Regions from separate parts of the Mus musculus genome. Here regions 1, 2, 3, 4, 5 and 6 are each linked to region 7. Evidence: chromatin contacts called from public Hi-C and promoter capture Hi-C data. All regions are on one chromosome and are shown on one strand. Each heading gives the region's core, a stretch centred on a gene start, on an enhancer-like site or on the middle of the called end of the contact. The rest is flanking DNA. Distances are from core to core; before and after follow the strand shown. Region 1 holds the start of Spred2 (sprouty-related EVH1 domain containing 2). Region 2 holds the start of Actr2 (ARP2 actin-related protein 2). Region 3 holds the start of Cep68 (centrosomal protein 68). Region 4 holds the start of Cct4 (chaperonin containing Tcp1, subunit 4 (delta)). Region 5 holds the start of Usp34 (ubiquitin specific peptidase 34). Region 6 holds the start of B3gnt2 (UDP-GlcNAc:betaGal beta-1,3-N-acetylglucosaminyltransferase 2). Region 7 holds the start of Ugp2 (UDP-glucose pyrophosphorylase 2).

The links. Promoter capture Hi-C pulls out the DNA fragments that hold promoters and counts their contacts. Hi-C and Micro-C count contacts between places; a contact is called where the count stands out from the background. Capture Hi-C pulls out chosen DNA fragments and counts their contacts.
Region 1: a contact with region 7 is called in a promoter capture Hi-C map of liver, with 2.6 times the contacts expected there. The contact joins the promoter of Spred2 here to the promoter of Ugp2 in region 7. A contact is called at or near these places in 1 of 39 promoter capture datasets (pre-B cells), 3 of 115 datasets of contacts at active chromatin or transcription factors (astrocytes, pancreatic cancer cells and thymic regulatory T cells) and 1 of 9 other capture datasets (liver).
Region 2: a contact with region 7 is called in a promoter capture Hi-C map of pre-B cells, with 4 times the contacts expected there. The contact joins the promoter of Actr2 here to the promoter of Ugp2 in region 7. A contact is called at or near these places in 2 of 39 promoter capture datasets (hippocampal neurons and pre-B cells), 1 of 115 datasets of contacts at active chromatin or transcription factors (memory CD8 T cells) and 2 of 9 other capture datasets (adipose tissue and liver).
Region 3: a promoter capture Hi-C map of pre-B cells shows a contact between it and region 7, with 3 times the contacts expected there. The contact joins the promoter of Cep68 here to the promoter of Ugp2 in region 7. A contact is called at or near these places in 3 of 39 promoter capture datasets (the C10 cell line, hippocampal neurons and pre-B cells), 3 of 115 datasets of contacts at active chromatin or transcription factors (double positive thymocytes, large pre-B cells and pro-B cells) and 1 of 9 other capture datasets (liver).
Region 4: a promoter capture Hi-C map of the 3T3-L1 cell line shows a contact between it and region 7, with 5 times the contacts expected there. The contact joins the promoter of Cct4 here to the promoter of Ugp2 in region 7. A contact is called at or near these places in 8 of 39 promoter capture datasets (the 3T3-L1 cell line, the C10 cell line, cranial neural crest and 3 more), 1 of 115 datasets of contacts at active chromatin or transcription factors (astrocytes) and 2 of 9 other capture datasets (adipose tissue and liver).
Region 5: a Hi-C map of cardiomyocytes shows a contact between it and region 7, with 7 times the contacts expected there. The contact joins the promoter of Usp34 here to the promoter of Ugp2 in region 7. A contact is called at or near these places in 1 of 484 Hi-C or Micro-C datasets (cardiomyocytes) and 1 of 9 other capture datasets (liver).
Region 6: a promoter capture Hi-C map of liver shows a contact between it and region 7, with 2.5 times the contacts expected there. The contact joins the promoter of B3gnt2 here to the promoter of Ugp2 in region 7. A contact is called at or near these places in 2 of 39 promoter capture datasets (hippocampal neurons and liver) and 1 of 115 datasets of contacts at active chromatin or transcription factors (astrocytes).

The regions. Positions count from the first base shown.
Region 1 is chr11:19,923,055-19,925,931 of GRCm38.p6, forward strand. Spred2 (sprouty-related EVH1 domain containing 2) reads left to right here and starts at 1,388. Exons shown (of 6, transcript NM_033523.4): 1 at 1,388-1,902. The coding sequence starts at 1,877.
Region 2 is chr11:20,111,334-20,114,309 of GRCm38.p6, forward strand. It overlaps Actr2 (ARP2 actin-related protein 2), which reads right to left and starts at 1,618. Exons shown (of 9, transcript NM_146243.2): 1 at 1,472-1,618. The coding sequence starts at 1,519.
Region 3 is chr11:20,248,033-20,251,236 of GRCm38.p6, forward strand. Cep68 (centrosomal protein 68) reads right to left here and starts at 1,392. Exons shown (of 7, transcript NM_172260.3): 1 at 1,275-1,392.
Region 4 is chr11:22,988,780-22,992,025 of GRCm38.p6, forward strand. Cct4 (chaperonin containing Tcp1, subunit 4 (delta)) reads left to right here and starts at 1,814. Exons shown (of 14, transcript NM_009837.1): 1 at 1,814-2,101. The coding sequence starts at 1,975.
Region 5 is chr11:23,305,235-23,308,160 of GRCm38.p6, forward strand. It overlaps Usp34 (ubiquitin specific peptidase 34), which reads left to right and starts at 1,661. Exons shown (of 80, transcript NM_001190401.2): 1 at 1,661-1,782. The coding sequence starts at 1,740.
Region 6 is chr11:22,858,326-22,861,561 of GRCm38.p6, forward strand. It overlaps B3gnt2 (UDP-GlcNAc:betaGal beta-1,3-N-acetylglucosaminyltransferase 2), which reads right to left and starts at 1,410. Exons shown (of 2, transcript NM_016888.5): 1 at 1,169-1,410.
Region 7 is chr11:21,369,018-21,372,223 of GRCm38.p6, forward strand. Ugp2 (UDP-glucose pyrophosphorylase 2) reads right to left here and starts at 1,612. Exons shown (of 10, transcript NM_139297.6): 1 at 1,170-1,612. The coding sequence starts at 1,188.

The sequences.
Region 1 (2,877 bases), core at 138-2,637, 1.4 Mb before region 7:
TCCATGTCAAGTGAAAACATGGTGCCCCCTTCAAAAATTGAAATGGATTTTAATATCGCAAATTCAGATTCCAGGCAAATCCACAAGTTGAGCCCTGGGTGCAATCCTGCTCGTTGTCTAGATGGTGCATAGGTCCTCTCAGAAAACCTCAGGCAGGTCCTAGGCCATGGTAGGAAAAATAATTTAAAGAGAGGTATGAAGAGATGGCTCGCAGTTAAGATCTTCCATAAGACTGTGGTTTAATTCCTAGGACCTACACAGAGGCTAGCAACCAGTTCCAGGAGATCCAACAGCCTCTCCTCTCTGCCCACAAATGGTGCTGACATGCATGGATGCATCCTCCTTCTGCCCCCGCACATTCAAAAAGAAAGAAGGAAGGAAAGAAAGAGAGAGAGAGGGGGGGGGAGGGAGGGAGGGAGGGAGGGAGGGAGAGAGAGAGGGAGAGAGAGAGAGAGAGAGAGAGAGAGAGAGAAAGAAAGAAAGAGAGAAAAAGGAAGGGAAGGGAAGGAAAGGGAAGGGAAGGGAAGGGAAGGGAAGGGAAGGGAAGGGAAGGGAAGGGAAGGGAAGGGAAGGGAAGGGAAGGGAAGGGAAGACGGGTCGGGGGTGGAGTAATGAGTTCCTGGGTCTCTCTTTGGCCAAACCCCATCAAAGGTAGTAATCTGTGACCCAGTAAACTAAGAGTAGACTTCTAAGAGCTGGAGACAAGAAACGTTATTCACAGACTGGATAATTTACTTTGGTGTTACCTTTAAACTTCATCTCTGCCTGCAATGCCAAAGTTTTATGGCTGTTTGCCTTTTGTTTTCTGCGTACATATTTTTAAAAATATGCCCGCTCTAGGTGGGCATGGTGTTGCATGACAGTAATCCCATCGTGTGGAGGCCAGCGGAGGCCACCTGCACTGCCCCCAACCCCCACCCCGCAGTGTTTCTCCAAACCCAAACTCTCTGGCAACATCTAAACTCCTCCCCATCTCCGCCCTCCGCCACCTCCCCCCTTGATTTTTAATCCGAAGGTTTGGAAGGAGGGAGGGACAAAACGGGAGCCAGATGTGCTCTTGTCTTCGGCTCCCGCCTCCTCCCTCTTGGGCTTCCTAAAACCCGGAGCACCGGAGACAAGGATTCGGATCCTGACAAACGCAGTGCCAACCATGCTGTTCCGAGGCTCCTCCCTGACTGGAAGCTAGCGGGAGGGGGAGTAGAAGAGGGGCACGCTCAGTAGGCGGGACAAAGTGTTTTGTGAGTGTGTTTTTTTCCTCTCTCTCTCCTCTCTCTCTTTTATTTTGGTCGCAAGTAGGAAGCTTTTTGCACTCCACCACCTCTGGCCGCTGGGAAGACGTCATCGCTTCCGCCCTACTTCCTCCTCCTGTTGGCGGCGCTGAGAATCCAATATGGAGTAAATCGGTGGAGTGGCGAGATGGGGCTCGGACGGGGCGCCCTGCACCGCCTCCCAGGCGCATCTCCCCCGGCCGCCGAGCACTACCCGGAACCCTGATTGGCCCGGTCCCCGGGGGCGACCCCGGCCCGGCCCCAGCGCAGCCGACTGCCCGCCCGCCGCCCGGAGCGTGCTTGTTTTTCTGCTGCTCTCCCCCTCCGGGTCCCCTTCCCAAATCTCGCCTCTGCACCCCCTCAGAGCCCCGGGGCCGTGCCCGGCCGGCCCACGGCGTCCGCTGCCTGGTGTGCCCCTTCCCAGACCTCGCCCTGATCTCGGGGCTCTCCATTTCCCCGCCTGCCTCGGCGCCCCCTTCATCTCTAGCTCCCCCCCTCCACCACCAAATCAGGAGATGTCGGAGATGTGAAGAAGGGGGGCGAGCGCACAGGAAGATGAAGGGAGCCAGGCTGCATGCCGCGGGACAGGCGTCTAGGTGAACAAGAAAATGACCGAAGAAACACACCCGGACGAGTAAGTTAGCCGCGGGTGGGACGCGGGTGCCCGGAGGGGTGGTGTGGGGGCCGCCGCCAAGGACGCAGGAGGGGACTCGTCGGAGGAACTTGGCCTGGGGTGCAGCCGCTGGCTGAGCTGTCGGGGCTATGCGCGAGGCTCTTGACTTGGCTGGGGGAGACGGCAGAAACCGCCTGGGGTCTGCAAGTCCAGGTCGCAGCCCGGGCCAAGGGCGCGCAAATGACCTCGGGGCGGTCCTCGGGCTGCGGGAGCGGAAGCTCTGACGCCCTCCACGCGGGGCATCCCGGGGTCGATGGGTCTGTGTGCATGGTGACTTTGTGACTCCTGGCACTGCTGCCCTCCCATAGCCCTCTCCGGAGCCCTCTGGGGCCCGGGCTCCGCCATTTCGTTTTCTTGAATCGCTCTCATTTGCATACCACATTTTCATTCATAAAAACACGGAGGAGTTGGGGGAGGGCCAGTCGGGCTCGGCACAGGGTCAGTGCGCCCGGGTCCTCGCAGCGGCCAGAGCGCGGGAGCAGCCTGCCGAGTCCCGGCGCGCGTGAGTGTGTGCACGCGCGTGTGGGCCGGCACACGCGCCCCGCGGTGTCGGGGCAGCACTGGGGGCGGATCCGAAGCGTGTGCAGCGAGGGCGGGAGAGCGTGCGGGGAAGCGCGCTCCTGGCATGTATGTGAGGGAGAGCGCGTGCCCGTGCGTGTGCCCGGCCCGCAGGCCCGAGGGGAACAAAGCTCTCGGTGCTTAGTCAGAGGTGCTTGTGCTCGCCCCTCGGGGAGACCCGGGCTTGTCACCGTCTCTGGGCCAAGTGGCAGCTGCTTCCCGCCTAAGTCGCACTTAGGTTTGGATCTCCGCTCTAGTAGTGTTCGAGGCGTTTCCCTCTCGGGGAGCTGGGGGCGGGGCTGCCCGTGGGCCCCAGCGGGTACTTAGCCAGGGGTCCTAGCCGTGCCCGGCTCTGAGACTGCTGTTCAGTGGCTGTAT
Region 2 (2,976 bases), core at 368-2,867, 1.3 Mb before region 7:
GTACCCACAGAGGCCAGAAAAGAGCACTGAATACACTTGAACTAGAATTACAGAATAGCTGTGAGCTGCCACACAGATGTTAGGCATCAAACTTGGGTTCTCAGCAAGAACAACCAGTGCTCCTAACTGCTGAGACGTCTCTTTGGTAGTAAGATACTTTTTTTTTTTAATAAGTACTTTTATAAGAATTTCTGAAAAGTTTAGCATTTATAATTTAGCTTAAATATAGTGTAACAATACAGGCTTTGCTTTAAAAACCTTTTTCCTGATAATTTAGAAGCTTTATAAAATTGTACCATTTCCCTCACTGCTTTATCCTTTATCTCAAAAAATGAGATGCATTTTATGTATCCCTTCATGAAGTCTGCAAATATAAATATCTCTAATGAGCACATAAATGGGGTTGCTTAAAAACCTTTAAGTTACTGAATCTTAGGGCTGTTACCACAGCAGTGGTATGGATGTCCCTTTGTATTGTTACCTATCCTATTCTAGCCCAGATTTAGCTTAAATGAAGCTAGTACAATAATTGTCAAAGTTTGTAACAAATTCAACCAAGGGCACTATAATGGCAGTGAATACCAGCTCCTTCCCCTTTCAACAATCTGGCTTCAAAGGTGTAATTCAAGTAAAATCTATTTTAATTTGTGTGTCGTCTCTGTGGCAGAGAGGAGAAAAGTCACAAAATGTTGCAAATCGCTAAAGGAGTCAGAAACAGTTGCATCTTCAAAACTGGAACTTTGATGCTCCACCCTTTTAACTGGGGATAGAAAGAAACCAGTTGCAACGAGTTTTCTGAATCAGAACTTTAGGCTTATTTTGACATTTTTAGCATCTTCAAGACTAACGTGTCTATCCTGTACTTAACAGAAAAAAAAAATGAAGCAGAGGAGGAACCAGAAATGATCCAACTTCCCACTAGAATTTACTTGAGAGGTCCTAGGTCTATAATAGGGCGGCATGCAAAGCAAGAGGTGAAGCAGGAGCTGCTGACCATCCCCCTCTCTCAAAACCACAGACGACAAGGACAGCCCACACGCTCTCCCGGGGCAGACTCCAGCCGCGGCCCGGGGCCTGACAGCACTTCCTCTTTTCTCTGCGGAACCCGTTTCCTGCCTCGCATTCGGCATCTTTCGCTACACAGGAAGAGGAAGGCCGCTAGGTCTTGTATGGACGAACACAGGCGAGCCTCGGAAATGGAGACCTCCTCGCCACCGAGGGACAGGGCCTCTCACCGTCTAGACCCATCTCTCGGCACGCCGGCGGATGCTTGCGAGCGCGCGGGGACAGGTTCCGCCGCCTTCGGGTGCAGCGCGGGTAGCCTAGCTCCGGGCCACCGGCTCCGGGCCGGCCGGCGCCCCCCGAGAGCTCGCCCGCCCGCGCGCCTGCCCGCGCCCCCGAAGCCCAGCCGCGCAGCCGAGGGGCCCGCGCGCACCCCGCACACACACGCGGCCGCCCCGCCGGGCCTTACCCCAGTGCCGTTGTCGCACACCACCACCTTCCTGCCCTGGCTGTCCATGGTTCGTCCTGGTGAGCCGCCGCCCGGCCTGGCCTGCTTCCTCCTCCACACGGCCCCGCCCTCGGCCCGCCGCTCCGCCCAAACCGGAAGTCCCCGCCCGGCAGCCGTTCCAAGAGGGCGGTGCAGAGAGAGAAAAGAAGAGCGGGGACTGGCAGCCGAGAAGGCCAATGAGAGCTGTCCGGCGCGGACCCGGGCGCGCCCTCTCGCCTCGTTCTGCTTCCGGGGCTGCGCTTGGCTGGTGGGGCGGCGGCTCTGACCAAGTTGTCTCGGGACCTAGGGCGCGGCCGGGCCGGCTGTACAGGAGGCAGGCAGGTGAAGGCCGGAGGGTGTGTGGCGGGACGGCAGTGGAGAAGGGTGGAGCAGCCGGCTAGGAAGACCGAAAGCCACCTGGAGGTCCCGAGGCATGATGTGTCATTGCTCCTAGGCCTGGGTGGATACACCTACAAGTTTCAAACCTCCGGTTTATTCCACACCTCCAGTTGCATGCAGCCCTAGGAGCCTGGCGGGATGCTTTCGTTTCTTTCTGCTTCACCACTTCCCTCTTTGATTTTCTCAAACAGGAACTCACCATGTTGCCAAATGCAGACTTTAAAATTGAGGTCCTCTGTAACCTCCCTTGGAAACAGGGACAAGTGTTACACGCACCTCTTTAAGAAATTGAATATGCACCCGGGCACTGTTGGCGTTCGCCTTTAATCCCAGCACTTGGGAGGCAGAAGCAGACGGATTTCTAAGTTGGAGGCCAGCCTGGTCTACATAGCAAGTTTCAGGTCAGCCAGAGCTATAAAGTGAAACCCTGTCAAAAAAGAAAGATAATGCTTTCACTTAGCGCATAGTGGTGAACTTGCTTTCAATCCCAGCACACAAGTAGAGGCAGTTGGATTTCTGTGAATTCCTGGCCAGCCTGGTCTATTTACAGAGCTAGTTCTAAGACAGCCAAGGCTACAACAAAGAAACCCTTTCTCGAAAACAAAGAACAAAACTCTTTCCTTTAATTTTAGTTTAGTTTTGTTTTCTGAGACAGGGTCGCATTGTCTATCCTTGTGTTAAAACTAAGAATATTAAGTTAAAAAGACCAAATCCATGATTGTCCAATTGGAGCAATTTTGGGGTACACCAGGACTGGCCAACCACCTGTCTCACCGCTGCCGGTCGCTTGAGGTCCGTTTTATGGGCGAGATGTGAGCGAATTGTTAGATACAGTGAAAGGGAAGAGTCAAGGGTCAGAGTATATGTCATGTGAATCCCAAGTTTAGCTAGGCTGAAAACTTGTTTTGCAGTTTACATCAGACCTAAGAAACAGAAACTTATTCTTTTTTGTTTGTTTGCTTTTGTTTGTTTGGTTGGTTTTTTTTTGTTTTTCGAGACAGGGTTTCTCTGTATAGCCCTGGCTGTCCTGGAACTCACTTTGTAGACCAGGCTGGCCTCGAACTCAGAAATCCGCCTGCCTCTGCCTC
Region 3 (3,204 bases), core at 142-2,641, 1.1 Mb before region 7:
TGGGTGGGTGGGGCATCTTAAGACAGGTCTCTGTGTTTATATAGCTCAGTCTCAGAGATCCACCTGCCTCTCTCTCCCGAGTGCTCTGGTAGGTCTAAGTATTTCTTCTTATCTTAGGTATTTTATAAACCTTGGAATTGGCACTATTACTCTTCCTAGCCATGTTTTTTTGTCCTGTCGTGCTGGGGCCTAAATTCCACTTTATAGATGAGAGAACTAAGGCACACGTGAATTTATCCTGAATTAGTAGTATGAAAGGGACTAAAGTCTGAATTGATTCAGAGAGCCCAGCTGCTTCCTTAACCTGTAAAAATAATCCAACAACTTAAAGGCTTTTAAAAGTTCCGGTTCCCTCAACGTTGGGCTTCACTTGTTCTTGTTTTCTTTTGGTTTCCTTCCCTTACAGACCTTTCATCCTGTTAGGGGGCGGGGAAACCACTTCATTGCCAACCCAGGCCCATATGGGCTGCCCAGAGAAGGGTATGTTTTTCAGTTGTGGGGGTAGGGAAAAAGTTTTTAAAAGCTTCTGTGATGATGTGAAGCTGGGTTCCCTTACACCCACTGTTCCTAAGTGATCCAGAATTTAACCCAGTCCGCTGGAGAGAACTAGGTGAGTAGTGGCTTGTATTTGAACCAAGCCCAAAGCAAAAAGTGTCGCAAGCTGTATACCAGACTACCTCTTTCCTTGTCTCGGACCCCATCAATTCCCAGTAAGGTCTACTCTGCTCGGGCACTGGGAGTTTTTAGCTTTTATTATTATTTTTTTAATTTTTAATTGAATAAAACATGGTAATTATAAAATTACTAAGTTTGGGGCATGTGCTCCCGGGCTGCTGAGACTGGCTAACAGGTGACAGATGACAAGGGTAGATCTTAGAGATAAAAAGTGCGCCGCTTTGCTTTCCTCCTCCGGATGCGTTCACTGGGCCATGGAAGCAGCAGCCGTCCAGACGCGAGCGGCTGTGGCTGTGACCCGCCGGTTCTCCGCGACCAAGGTCGACGCGCGCACAGCTGCATGGGGCTGCCAGAGGTGCGGCCCCACGCGCTCTGCAGGCCGCGCTGGCCCTCCACAGCCTGCCCCTCCGCTCGCCTCCACCCGGCACGGTCCGCAAGATGGAGGCGAACGCGCGAGGCGCCCCCATCGCGGCCAGCCTTTGTGCCCTCCAGGCCGCGGGCCTCCCCCAGGGTCCCCCACGCGGAGCCCCGGGCACGAGGGGAATGCCCCGACTCGAGTCTTGGCGCCGCGACACTCGAGCCGGCCACAGCCTTTTTACCTCACTCCACACCGCCGCACGTCCCGAGCGACCCGCGTAGCTGGGCCAGGGTCCCAGGCGGCGACGACGGGGCCTCCCGCGGGCGCCCGCACTCCTGGGGAGGGAGGGCCAGGCGCCCGCCACGCCCTCCGCCCTTGCCGCTTCTCCGCGGAGGACGCCCCATGAAGCAACCAATCCAAACTCTCCGTTCGGATGCTTCACCAATCCACAGCTCGTATCTGCCATGGGAACCCGCCCCCTGCAGGACCCTGGCCTATGGGTGGCCGGAGCTTCTTTCTCCGCTGTCCGGACGCGCGTGCCAGCTGGGTGTTCGCGGTCCTGGCGTCCACGCAGGCCCACGCGGATAGCAAGGCGCGCTCTCCGCGGATCGAAGGCTTGCGGTGTTTGGGTCGACGTGCTCTCCGCGGCTGGGAGGGTGGTTCCAGGCTTGGTGCTCCCCTTTTGCGTTGTGTGGAACCCCCAGGGCATGTCCGAATCTGGGCATCGGGCAGAAGTTGGGCGAGGGGACCAGGTGTGGGTCGAGCTCCCTCCCTCCCCCCACCCCCGGCCCCTCGCCACCGTCCTGAGACTCTGAGGCTCAGGAGGCCCAGCCTGTCTCACCAGTAGTGGGAGAAGGGACTTCCACAGTGTTCTGGGCCTGTGAAGTTTAGAGAAGGAGCTGGACTGATCTTAACACGACAGAGACTTAATCCAACCTAAGACCACAAACTTAACTGCCAGGCTGGCCTGCCTGGCCATAGTGCTCCTTCTGCCTCGGCTTCCCCAGTGCAGGGAGTACAGGCAAACCCTATCATGCCCAGCTTTTTATTTGGCTTTGTTTTGTGTGTGTGTGTGTGTGTGTGTGTGTGTGTGTGTGTGTGTGTGGAGAGAGAGAGAGAGAGAGAGAGAGAGAGAGAGAGAGAGAGAGAGAGAGAGTGAGTGTAAATTTCATCGTATCCCAGGCTGAATTTGAACTCCTGATTTTGTCCCAGTCTTCCCCATACTGGGTGTTTTAAAGTAAAAGTGTATTGTTATATGCAAGGCCTTGAATTCTCTCTTCAACCCAGAAGGAAAAAGTTAAAAAGGAATTCAGAACCGAAATGTGTCAAATAGGTAGGTAGCATTTACCAGCGTGTATCCAGTTACTTGTTTAAAGGAAAAAATAAATAAAGGACGTATGAAGTCATTTAGCAGTAAATATGGTAATGCGATTGAGCACCTGGATGGTCTCAACCAGATGTGTTCTGTACTCTTCTTTGACTTTGGCCCAGCGGCCTTCTCTAAGTGTTCTTGCTCAGTTGGAAGGGCGTCCTGAAACACAGAAGCCCAGGAACCACACTGCTCTAAGAGGAAGCCTCCTAACTGAGGTGTTGCAGCTCCCAGGGGGAGGGTATCCCCAGCTCAGCCCCACTCCTGTTCTTTCCTTCTCTTCATTGCTTCTTGGCTTCTGATGAGAGAGTACCACCAGGCAGCAAAGCTCATAAAAGATATTTATTGGAGGGTCCAAAATGTGGAGGGATGAATCCAGGGGTGGCCACCTCCGCTCCAGGAGCAGAGAGCAGGGAATTGAACAAAGAGCAGGGCTTATATAGGGTTTCTTAGTGGGTGGGGCTTTTCAGGACAGAGATTTCCAGGATGAGGATTGGTAGGATTTCAAGTCCTGAGCTTGGGGAGCTCAGGGATTGGTGGATTCTTGTGCTCAGGGATTACTATGTTTTTGTTTGAAGCTCAGGGATTGGTGGGTTTTTTTTCCCCACCCCTTTTCCTTGCATCGGGCCTATGGGTTGGGATGGGAGGACCTTCCCAGCCACAGGCTGCTTTGGCTGAGGCTCCATCACTGCCCAGCTGCTTGGGGAGGCTGGACGAGGTGTTGCCATTGTGAACAGCTCCTGTGATGGTTATTTCACGGTAAGCTGAGATGGGAAAAGTGGTACCAGCTTCTGTGGGGCAC
Region 4 (3,246 bases), core at 564-3,063, 1.6 Mb after region 7:
AGTCCACCCAAGCTGTTCAGCCATGGAACCATAGATAAATCCAACTATTACAGAAAAAAAAAAAAGAATTCCCTGCGACGTCAGTGCATGAGGTTCTGCCCTGGGTGGGCAGTGAATTCAGCTCCCCAGCACGACAGACAGCAGAGATTGGCTTGCACCTCTTTCATCCCTTTCCCCGGGGAGAAGCATGTCTTCCTGCAGGCACAGTGAAGGTCTCTTTCAGATCGCTGTTTTGTCTCCTGCTTTTAAGAGCAGGAGAAGTCAGAGTACTTGCGTTAGTTATTTCTCTGTTGCTGTGATAAAACTCCATGACCATGCCGGGTGGTGGTCTCACCAGCCTTTAGTCCAAACTTTTTGGGAGGCAGAGGCAGGAGGATCACTGGGAGTTTGAGGTCTACAGAGAGTTAGTTTCAGGACAGTCAAAGCTACACAGTGAAACCTTATAACAAAAACAAACAAACAAACAAAAAACACACCACAACCACAAGGAAGGCAATTTATAGAGGGAAGAGTTTTGAGGGGTTTTATGGTTCTAGGACTTCATGATCACTGGGAAGCACAGCAGGGAAGCTTCACAACAGGTAGGCATGGAGAAGGGAGAGCTCACATCTCATATTGTGAAGAGGAAGCAGAGCACAAACTGGCTGGTAGCTTTTGAAACAAACTCAGCCTCCAGTGATATACTTACTCCAGCAAGGCTACACCTCCTAAGCTTCTCCAATCAGAGCTACCCACTGGGGACCAAGTATTTGAATGTCTAAAACTAGGGGAGACATCTCAAATCACCACAGTACCAGTACCTGTTCTCTTCATATAAGTCAGCTGTCTCAACAACCATAGAATATTTGTGTGCTTCGAGGGAGGGGTAAACTGGTCTTTGAAAAAGACGTGTCCCCCAAGGGGAGGCTTGAAAAGTTCATCTTAGTCTTAATAGAGTGAATGAATGTAAATGCTTCTCATAATTACAGGACTAAGTCCATGAAACAATTGTTCGTTAACCTACCGCAGGCATCTGGCACCTTATGGCTCTCAATTATTAACTGTGAACTACCACTGAATGAGTATTACCTATATAAACTCTGGTGGTCAATGATCATGATTATAGAAACCTTGGAAGTTTACCTAAGGACAGAGTCCTGGCTCTGTACTGGCTTCCACTGCCTTACTGGTTGACCTTGGGCTTTAGCTTCATCATCCTTTAAGTCTAGACGATGACACCTATTTCATGGGATTATGAGGATTAGTGTGGGGGTGGGGTGGGGGGGGTAAAGAGTGTAAAGATTTCACACTTTGCTCAGCAGATAACTATTAATCAGTTATTAGAATGTTTATGTTCCCTAAGAGTCAGTGGTTATGTTTATGGAAGAGGTCTTAACTAGAAGGCAGACTGGATTTGATAGGCAGTCACCGCCCCACAACTATTACGATTCTGTGCCGTCTAACTAGTGTATTTAAATCCCTAGGCAGTCAAAATATATACAAAAGGGAGGAAACTATTCATGGCACATCTCTCCTCCAACACCTTTACAAAGTGAATAAACTAGGAATAGAATTTGGAATTTAGACATGGATGTCCGTAAAAGGCCGGTTGCACCACACCCACTCCGGAACAAAGCCAGAGCTGTCACAGCTTCCTCAACAGCACTAGCAGAAGCTAAAGGCTCGGGTCCATCTAGAACGGCCACAGCCACGCCTATAAAACCTCCCGCTCCATCTCAGGCACAGGGAGGGGTGGACAGTCCGTAGCCACATCTCCGCGCGCAAGCTGCGCAGCCGGCGTGCGGCAGACAGCCCCTGACGTCACACCCGCGCCGGCTCTCCAGCAGGCCCCTTGCTCGGCTTCCGCCTTCTCTCCCGGCGTCGCTTTCTGGAAGGTTCGTGGAGGAGGCGGTCAGGGAGACCGTTACTCCACAGCAAGCCGGAATCCGTGTCCATCCGTCCTCCTGAACCCGCGCAGACGCCACCAAGGTCGCCATGCCGGAGAACGTAGCTTCCCGAAGCGGGGCGCCCACCGCCGGGCCCGGCAGCCGCGGGAAAAGCGCCTACCAGGACCGCGACAAGCCAGCCCAGATCCGCTTCAGCAATATTTCCGCGGCCAAAGGTATCACCCGGTCGCCGGCCCGCCTCCGGCGGAACGGCCCAGCCTCGCTGTGACCTTGGCCCTGGGTGGGTTGTGTTCCTTCAAGGTGGTCTCGTTTGCAGCTTTCTGCTAAGCACTCGGAGCGTGGAGGCCTCGGACACGCCCCATTGTGGGACGCCGAGCTCCTTAGTTCGTCTCCTGCAGGCATGGGCGGTGTTGGTCACATTGGCGCAGACAGCCGTTTAAAATACTGAAAGCAATGATCCTTGAGATCTGACTCTTAAGAACTAAAGCTTGGCTGTTTATCAAACCTAGTGGTAGACGACACAGTATTTTGAGCTTTCAAATAAAATTCATTTTACTTTTTCAACATTTTCAAAAAAAGTTCATTTAACTTATGAACGTTCTTTGGCTCCGTAGTACTAATCGGATAGTCACTATAAATTCCCTTAAACTGGCAGGTGGGCGACATAGGGTTGTAAAAGCACGTGGTGAAAACCAGACAGGCCGAGTTTTATTCTCAGTATGTGCTATTTGACGCGTCTGACGTCTAAAGCAACAAAGCCTTAAGAGATACTGCCAGGGTTTATTTGGGTTGGAGACAAAGATGCATGATTTGGGAAGTGGACGGGGTGTTGTTTTATCTTCTGAAGGTCCTAGGATCCAAGAAACTCTTGACTTCGCAGTGCAGCTGTAAGTTGGGTGAGGTGACAGTTGATTTGCAGGGTTGCTGGGAGGATTAAATGTGAAAGTGTATGAAGTAAACCTGACAAGTACTGCAGTCACCAGTCCAGGTGACTGGAATGTGTTGGTGCTGTGAGGTGTGTGCGCAGGATGGGCCTTAAGGAGTTGGAGACGCCAAGCTGACCAGGTGCTCCATGTGAGAGTCTTTTGGAAGTTTGGAGTGAATACCTGACACCTGGAAGTTTATTGAGTTCATTAATTACGTTTGTGGTAGTGGAGTCATTGGGATGTTGAAAGATGAATTCTAGAGTCAGATGAGTGACCAAGAGAGTGTACACTCTATTAAGAAATGAGTTTACTTCAGGCAACCATCTTAGCTAGGGTTTCTATTATTGTGAAAACACAGGTTATGTGGATTTAGTTATTAATTTATGTATATGGGTGTTTTGTCTGTATGTATATTTGTACACCAGAAGGCATTG
Region 5 (2,926 bases), core at 411-2,910, 1.9 Mb after region 7:
GTGTGGACGGTGACCGCAGAAGTCTGAAGAGGGATTCGAATGCCCTGGAACAGGATATAGATGGTTATGAGCACCATGTGGGTGCTGGGAATTGAATCTGGATCCTCCGCAAGAGTTTCAAGTGCTCTTATTGCTGAGCCATCTTTCTGAGCTTCTAGTTCTTTTTTTTTTTTTTTTTTTTTTTTAAGATTTATTTATTTATTATATATGTAAGTACACTGTAGCTGTCTTCAGACGCACCAGAAGAGGGCATCAGATCTCATTACGGGTGGTTGTGAGCCACCATGTGGTTGCTGGGATTTGAACTTCGGACCTTCGAAAGAGCAGTCGGGTGCTCTTACCCACTGAGCCATCTCACCAGCCCGAGCTTCTAGTTCTTAATGCAATACCAAACTTAAGTTGGGTGTCCCTTTCACTTGTTTTCCACTCCTGGCTCCATTTCTTTTGGCACTGGGCAAATGGGGTTATAAAAGTCGCTCAGGCTGCCTTCGAACTCGGAGCAACCCTCCTGCCTGCATTTAGGAAGTACTGTCGTAAACCATCACGCCAGGCTTCGTTCCTCACGGTACTAGCTCTCGCTGTCTCTCTCTGATGAAAAAGCCTAATAGAGCGTTTCCGATGAAGAATGAATGGGTAGACACACACGTTGTAAGACCTCGTGCGTAAAAACGAGGTGTCACGGTTTCTCAACCGCGCCATTTCTAGTCCTGTCAAGGTGTTTCACTGCTGAGGATCCATGAGCCTCACAGAACCGCACGGCTGAGATAAACAGGGATTCAGGTTAAGACGCGCCCTGGGCTGTTCCATTCTCCCGAAGCCAGGTGGGGAGCGAGCCGCGGCGTTGCCAGCATCTGCTGACCCGCGGCCGTCTCCACCCTCAAAGTACCCGAAGGACAGGCAAACTTCACCGCTTCCCCTCGGGGGTGCGGGAGATCAGGAGGCGCCGCGCCGCGGCAGGGGACGGGGCGGGCCATCCGTCGCGGCTCCGGCCGAGTCTCCCGGAGCGCGGAGCCCGTAGGGGCGGGAGAGGCCGCGTACCCGCGACCCGCCCGCAGCCTCCGCCATCTTCCACTCACCCGCCTCCCCCCGCGGCGGCGGGCGGCGCGCTCCCCTTCCGGCCGCTGACAGAGATCCGGCTGGGCGGGGAGGGCGAGCGCGCACAGGGGGTGGACCGAGGGCGGGGAGGCCGGACGGAAGAGGAAAGGGAGGGCGGCCAGCGGCTCCGGCAGGGCGTGCGGCGTGTGTGCGGAGAGAGGCGGAGGGCGGGGGCAGCGAGGAGGGCGGAGGAATGAGTGCGCGAGGCGCCTCTCTTCGGCTCCTTCGCCTGGGCGGAAAGAGCCGAGCGCAGCCCGAGCGCTCCATTAAAATGGCGGCGGCGGCGGCGGTGGCCGCGGCGTCTGGTCGGTGGTGAAGTGACTCTGCTGCTTCTCTCCCCACCCACCCCTCCCTCTCCCCTCCCCCGTCCTTCCCCCTTCCCCCGCCGCCGGCGCCTAGGCGCCCCTGAGGCCTGCGCTCCCCTCGCCCCCCTCCTCGCCCCCGCCCGCTCCCGCTCCCGGGCCCGCCGGCCCCCTCCCCCACCCGCGGCTCCCCGCCCCGTCCTCGCCGCCGCCGCCCGCCCTCGTCGCTTCCCCGCCCCGCCGGCAGGCCGGCCCCCTCCCCTGCCTCCGTCCCCTCCCCCCCGCCGGTCGGGATCAGTCAGCGCGATCCTAAGCGGGGGAGGGGGGGGCGGCGGCCGAACGATGTGCGAGAACTGCGCAGACCTGGTGGAGGTGTTAAATGAAAGTAAGTCGCCGGGTAGGGGACCCGTCGGGGTGCACGGTTTGGGGGTCCCTGGGCTGTGCTCTCCCGCCTTGCCTGCCTTCCCGGCCTGCGGGCTGCGGCGACCGGGCCGGCCCGGCGTACGGGCCTGTGTGCCCGGGAAGGTGCGTGGTGGCGGCGGCCGTCGCGGCGCCTCGGGCCCAGGCCGCCGGGTTACCTGGGCGCCCGAGAGGCCGCGGCGCAGCCCCGGCCGGGTCCGGCTTGGGCGGTCTCGGAAAGTTTCCTCATTACAGGTGTCAATTAATGAAGGCACTAATGAGCCCTTCCGCCCCTTTCCCCCTTCGAGGAAGGTGTGGGGAGGTGGGGTCGGAGGACTAGGCTTTGCTCTGCAGTCCGAGCCTCAGGGCCGCCCTCTTTGATTTCCAGCGTGCTGGGGAGGCCTCGCTTACCTGCTAATTTTCGTTAAAGTCCGTGGGAGAAGGGTGGTGATTTTTCCATCCCTTGAGGGTGTGTGGGTGTATTCAATCCATCTGCCAGCCCTTAAATAGCAGAAATTGAACTGCAATAGTGATGATTGGAACCGTCTTACCTTAATTAAAAATAAAGGTGATAGTATTTCTTTAGTACCATTCGTCGTTTAAGTAGTAAAGTCTATTATAAGGAGATCTCTACCAACGACAACCACCCCGAGTTAGTCATGGTCTGTCTCTGAAAATGAGAGGCCTTACTCCTTATTCTTTATTATTGTATTACATATTTTATTTTTGGCCTTGCAAGATTGCATTTCTGCTTAAGAAACAGGGAATATTGCACGTCAGCCACTTGTGGGCCCAGAGGTGGTTTAGATGAAAAGATAATTTACACAAACTTGATTTGTGACAAATATTCATTTGAGGTATTGGAATTTATATTCAGTGTGATATTTTGACAGATTTCGAAACTACTTATTCCTTTTAATTCATTCATTTAAAAAGTCTATTTGTAGATTGTAATTCCCTTTTGGTTGCTTAATTTTTACTTTATTATGTGCTTGAGTTTCACTTTAATGGCTAAAAGGTTTATAATTTATTTTCAGCTATGTATTTAGTTCCTGACAGATTAAAGTAGGTGTTTTGTATATATTCAAACTACATTTTCCCATATCTGTGTCATCCTACATTTTCCTAGT
Region 6 (3,236 bases), core at 160-2,659, 1.5 Mb after region 7:
ACGGCTGGGCCCCGGTCCCGCCCTCCTAGCTCCACTCAGGTCCAGTGGCCCTCTCATTAACCATCCCATCACTTTCCGAGGCACAAAGAAGTACCCTGGAAGAACCTGTAATAACACGAAGCCCATTTTCACCCATTGGCTTCGAAACCTGGAAAAAGCTACGGCTTGGCGGGGAGCGGAGGGGGCAGAAGAACAGGTTTAATCGTTTGAAGCAGTCAAGTTGGGAGACCACAGTGGGCAGGGGAGCGAAGGCCAGCCACCCTGTATTTGGGGCAGGAGCGAACATGGGGCCAGCCCAGGTTACCCAAGTGTGCATTACTTTTCAAGATGACCTCGCACGCACTATGACACTAGAGAGGAGTCTTCAGAGCTTCCTTCCCACACAAGACCCGGGAGCTCAGAGGACCCTAGGCGAGTGCATTTGAGCAGGTGCTAGGTGTTACGTCCCCAGAAGGGTCCCAGCCCCTCAGGTGCGCCCACCTGCCAGTCGCAGGGCCAGCTCCCCAGGCAGTCCTGAGTCTAGTTAATCATTCAACGCGGGCGGCGTGGAATATTTTTTAGAGGTCAACGCGAAAGGTTCTCCTGAAGTTTCACAGAAACCAGTCTTTGGGGACCCGAAGATAACAGTGCCAGCGGATGGGGGTGAAAAGCGGCAGCCAGCGGCTCACAAACACCTGATCTGCCCCTGCGGCACCCTAGACCAGCGCAGTGCGCGGGCGGGGCAGAACACCGCCCGCGACGCTCCCCCGCCGCCCAGGCCCGCACCTCGTGCGCGGGGTACAGCGCGGCTCAGGGTGTCGCTGCCCTCTCCCTGTGGGTGCAGGAAGAGCGGAGGTCGAGCAGGTGAGAAGGTCAGGAAGGAGGTGGAGGCCGGGAGACTGGGGAGAAGGTGAGGAGGCTGTAAAGGAGGGGAGAAGGACCAGGAGGTGAGGAAGCCGGACAGGAGAACGGAGACCGGTGAGGATATCCGGGAGGTGAGGAGGCCAGGGAAATGATGTGCGGAGGCCAGGAAAGTGAGACTGGGAGCGGTGAGGGGAACCCGATGGAACGTATGCGCAGACAACGCAGGAGCCACAGAAGAGCGGCGAGAGCGCGGGGCGCCCACACCGGCCGGAACTAGCGCGGCGGGGCGGGGATGCAGGGCCGGTGCCCACCCACCCGGCCCTACCTTGTCTAGGGACACCTCCAGCTCGGCGGGGCGGGGCGGAAGACCGCGGCCGCATCCACGTCCCAGCCGCTCTTGCGGCTCAGCCCCGCGACCGCCGCCGCTCTCGCTCCATGCGCAATGCGCGGACGGGCGGCCCGGCGGGGTCTGGGCGGCTCCGGCTCGCCTCAGCTCCAGCACTTGTTGCCGCGGCGGCCGCTGAGCCTTACTCTCGGCCCCGGCTCCTGGCACCGCCGCCCCCTGCCGCGTCCCTTCGGTCCCGCCCCCGCCCGATTCTCCAATCACACGCCGCGCCACCGCGCGCGTCACCGCCGGGAAGGCCGCGCTCCCGCCCCGTGGCCCAAGTTTGGGAAAGGCCGAACTCGAACCCTCCCGCCAGTTGGCGCCCAGGTCCCGCTGGGACTGCGCCCCCGGGCCCTTCCCGAGCTCTCCGCCCCTCGTAGCACTGAGAAAACCTAAGGCTTCACTGGAGCGCGCGGTGTCCAAAGATTACAGTCTCCCCCGCTCCGCCAGGAAGTAGCCTCCCCCAGAAAAACAGCTGAGACTTGAGTCCCAAACCCTGCTGAGATCCAGGGTCTAGTGTAAACTCTTCAGCTACCAGGGCGTGGCGCTTGGTGAGAATTTGCCAGCCAGCACTGGCATGTAGCTAAGTCTAGACGGCTCCGAGTGGCTTGTGAGCGGGATCCACGAGGGGAGGTGAGAAGAGGGAAACCCAAGTGCACCTGACCTTTGCTCTCAGCGTACATAGTAGCGGCAGCCACCTAGATAGATGCCCAAGGCCTGAGGGTGGTGCCTATCTGGCCTCTTCGGACCTTCAGGTTATGAAGCCATCAAAGACACGATGAGGTCTCCACGTGGTTCCACTCGGGTCTCAGGAAGTCAAGAATGCAAGATGCGGGAGGCGCTGGGTGCGGAGTTCGCTCGGCGACTTCAGAAGTTGGGCTTAGCAAGACATCTGAACGCTGAACCCCCGTGATGCCGCTGGACTGAGCACCAACCACACCCAAGCATGGATCACGCGGGACCCGGAACGGTCCCCCACCCCCAACCCAGCGCCTCCCCAGGCTCCCCAGAGCGCTACGTGCCAAGGTGAGGCCCAGGAAAAAGCCGGGGAGACCGGATGGAGAAGTTGCTCTAGTTTGTAGAGCTGGGTGGGCCGGCCGAGTCGGCACGCCCTCAACACCGAACCTAGAGCCTGGTCCCCACAACCTGGGACGCGCTTGGAAGCTGCTTCCTCTCCCCTCCATTCTTATTGCTAAGGCCTTCGGTCGACCCTCTGGAGATAATCACACTGAGAAGTTAACACTCTACACCTGTTTGCTTTTTTTTTTTTTTTTTTTTTTTTTCAGAAGGCTGTCAGATGGAGTTAGTCAAAGGGATGCCATTGACTTTCGAGCGCTGGAGATTGAATTTCAGCCAGCTCGACCAAGACCACGAAGTCTTACTTACAGCCGCAGAAAGAAGTAAGTGCGAGTTGTTTGGGTTGAGCGCAGAGCCACGTGTGTACGGTCATCCACAAGAAGGAATTCTGAGTCAGTGGTTCTGGAAATGTTAAGATTGACAATCTGCAGACCGATCTGTTCTTATGTTTGTCACTACGTTCCCAAACAACAACAACAACTTGGATTTTTATATGTTCACATAAACTGTTAACCACTGTCACTCTGAACAAGAAAGGAAGAGAAATTGTATGCTTTTCTTGACTCTGAGGAATTTTTTCCCACGATTATATTTATAATTCAGAAAGCCAATAAAAGAAGCAAATTAGAAGTTAGGTCTGTGTACTTGATTAACTGCAGACTGCCGTATTGATATTTAAACGTTGTGACGAGACAAAGCTGGATTCTTGGTGGGCATTTTGTTATTGTATTTCCCCCTTAAATGGCTCTCCGAAGCCACAGACATGCTTTCAAGGATTGCTAGGCAAGAAGTTTTGAGTAAAGTCAGCTGGCAAGCAACAGGGAAAGAAAGCTTGAGTCTTTCAGAGCTGCCAAAAGCTGCCCAGGCCATGTAGTTTTGTTTTTGTCTTTTTTTTTTTTAAAGGCGTTTTCTCCTTGGTGCCATTGAGTGC
Region 7 (3,206 bases), core at 362-2,861:
ACACTTGTGCAGTATTTTGAAAACTGTAGAAGTACTTTAAAATAATGGGCTTTTAAAAAGTGGGTAGCAATGTCCACAGCCACCTGTGTCTTCTCGATTTAGAAACCTCTAGCTTCATGTCAACTGTAACACCAACTTCAAACATAATGGCAAAATGACATTTCTGAGCTTAGTGCTGAAGGCAGACAGGCATAACGGTCCCATCTGTTTCCATAATAATGAAGGCAGATTCCTTTAATCTAATATGAAAAACTTAAGAGTTAGTAAAGTGGGGCATAAGCCTGTATGGCATTTTCATTTCCAGGGTCAAATGATGGACATCCCTAGCATAACTTTAAAAGGAAAGGGGAAAGGTGCATGGACAGTCACTGAGGATCACGTGAAGCGGTTGCAAACTTTACTGCATGTATTAAGCAAGATGGCTGAAGCTTTCACACACTGGGGTCTGGAAGGAAAGGCTTCTTATAGGCAAACTCTATACAGTTTTGTGACAGAAGTTTAAGGCAGCACCCAATTGCAATACTACAGCTTGGTTGAGGGGTATTTGCTAAATGCATTATTTACACATATACAGATTTGAATGGTAATTTTCAAATTTAAAGAAAGCATAATCTTTCTATATTAAAAAAGAAAAAGCTAAGAGCACTGCAGCAAAGTCATTTCTCTGACTGGTATGACCTCCAGTGTCTACAAACTACTGATTTCGCAATAAATTACTCTGAGACTCAATCCACGTACACACAGAAAAGAAGTGGAGAGCTTCCTACTAGTCTTGACAAACGCATCTGCCTGTCCCTAGCCCTCTGGGTTTCCTTGTCCCACAAAGATAACTAACTTATCATCGAGTGCAAGAAGGGAACAAGAATTAATCAGCAGTCAAAAATCCTGTTTTGATTTTTACAATTACTATCCACGATGTCAGAATACTATTAAAACTGATTTTAGAAGGTAGAAATAACCCCTGCAGGGCGCAGAGGCATACAAACACGTATATGAAATGCCAACCCAATAAGTGGCGCAAAGCAGCTTAAATACCAATTTAACCAAAAAGGTCTGGCAAACGGTATCACAAATGAACACTTCCAGTTACAAACTACCCACTTACTTAGAGACTACCAATATTCAAAATCGGACGAAGCAGCCAAGAGACAGAAAGCAAAATGTCTTACCTTGTACAAATCTCGACATTTTAGGATCTTATTAAAATAATCTGGCTTATAATTTTCAATTTCTAGAATCTACGTTGTAAGGAAGGTCTCTCTCCCTTCCCTGCAACCGAAGTGTTCTTTCTCCTCCGATGTTTAACTACTTAAAGAAGAATTCGGGGGGAAAAAAAATCAAAACTAGTCTTTAAAAAGAAAAATCCTGAAGACGGAAAACTTGGTGGGACCGACTCAGCTTGGGAGGGAACTCCAGGCTACTCAGCGATCCCGACACCAACAGGGGACGACTGGAGACTCCGGAAAAGGTAAAACCAGACGAACTTAAATTTCATCAATGGAGAGGCGGACCTAGAGCCGCTTCACCGCCCTCCGGTCTCCACGCCCTCTAGGGCAGGACTGCCGCAGGCCCCCGGCCGCACCCCGAGGCCCCTCGCCGGCGGCCGTCCAGCGGCGAGCTGCTGGCGCCCCGTGTAGATCGGGAGGCGGGGAGGCCGGCGAAGGGGCAACGCAACCTTTTCTCCAGCCCATAAATAGCCGGGACTCGGAGATGCTGCGAATTCCGCACTCGGGCAGACAGCTGCCCGCGGCCTCCACTGGCCGCCCTCCCCTACGCAGCCGCTCCACACCAGGGCCCGGCTCGCCCCCTCCCTGCCCCCCGGGCCTGGCCGCCCAGACCCCCCGGGAGGCCTGGCCCTCCCTGACACGCCCTCGCCCGCCCGCCCGCCCGCCCCCTACTCTTCCACGCCCCACTGTCGGCCCCCGGCCACGCCTTTCGGAGCAGGACCCCACAAGGAGGTCGCTCGGAGCCCGGCCCGCCCCTTAAGCGACACCCACCTTCCTATTCCCTCGAGGGCTGAGAAGTTGGGGGCCTGGAATCAGGTCTCGCACGCTGCACGAGCGTGGCCGAGGCGACCTCCCCTCCGCTCCCGTCACACGCAAACACCTGGAGCCTGGCGCCAGCGTGCGCAGCCCCTGACCCTCCAGCCCGCCGCCTCCGGACACCGGAGCCCCCACTTTCGCCACACACCTCCCCTCCCCCTCCTTCCCCCCTCCCAATGCGGAAATGTCCCTACTGCTCAGAGCGACAGGCACAGCCGCCAGTCCGGAGCCGAAGTTTGCCTAAGGACCTGGCCAATGAGACACGCGGAGGTGGCAGGGGGCGGGGCGTTCGAGGCCCGAGGGAGGCGGGCGCAGAAGCGAAGGCGGGAATCCCACGCGTGGGAGCTGCACAGGCAGCAGCACGGTGCCAAGCACGTCTGTCTCTGCTTGCTGTTTGCAGATGCCACGAGCGTGTGAGAAAACCGAAGCGTGTGCTTGTGTTTGCACTCCACCAGAATTTGCCCGTTGAGGAAACCTTGAACTCCCCTTCCTCAGGGACACCAGGCTCTTCTCAAGAGGACCCAAAGGCTCTGCCACCAATTAGGGTTTGAGGAGGGTTAAGGCAACCTTTTCAGAATCAAGTAAAGGGATGGGATGTGTGTGGCTCACCAACAGGAGGAGGGCCTGGGGGCGTCGAAGGGAATGCCAAATAAAGGCTCTCCAGAAAGAGCCATCACTATTCGCCTTGCCTCGAATCCCACTCCTGGGCACGTTTGTGCTGGAATTGGGCGTTTACTTTTCTAGCCAAAGTGAAAATGACTTATTATCCTTAAGATGCTGATGATAGATCTTGAAGTCTCCAAAAGAAAGATGAAGTTAAAAGCCAGAACGTTGGCACCCGTCTGGGGACTCCCTGAGGTGTGCCCAATCACAGCTAGTCTTGCCAACCATTTAAGCCTGTAAGACTGCCTGTCTTCTTTAACATTCTCGCGTTACCCTACTTGGTTTGTCAGTTCTGTAACCAAGCACTTCCAGAAGGGTTTGAAATGTACAACATTATTCAGCCAAGGTAAATGAGAATTTCTAAATTATTCTCTAGAAAAGAGAGAGCTTTCATTATTCAGTCCTTTGGGTTCATATGGAAATGTTATTAAACAACACAGGAAAAGATAGTGTTCATGTTGCTTATGTAGAATCCAAAAACCTTAGGCATCCAAATATCTC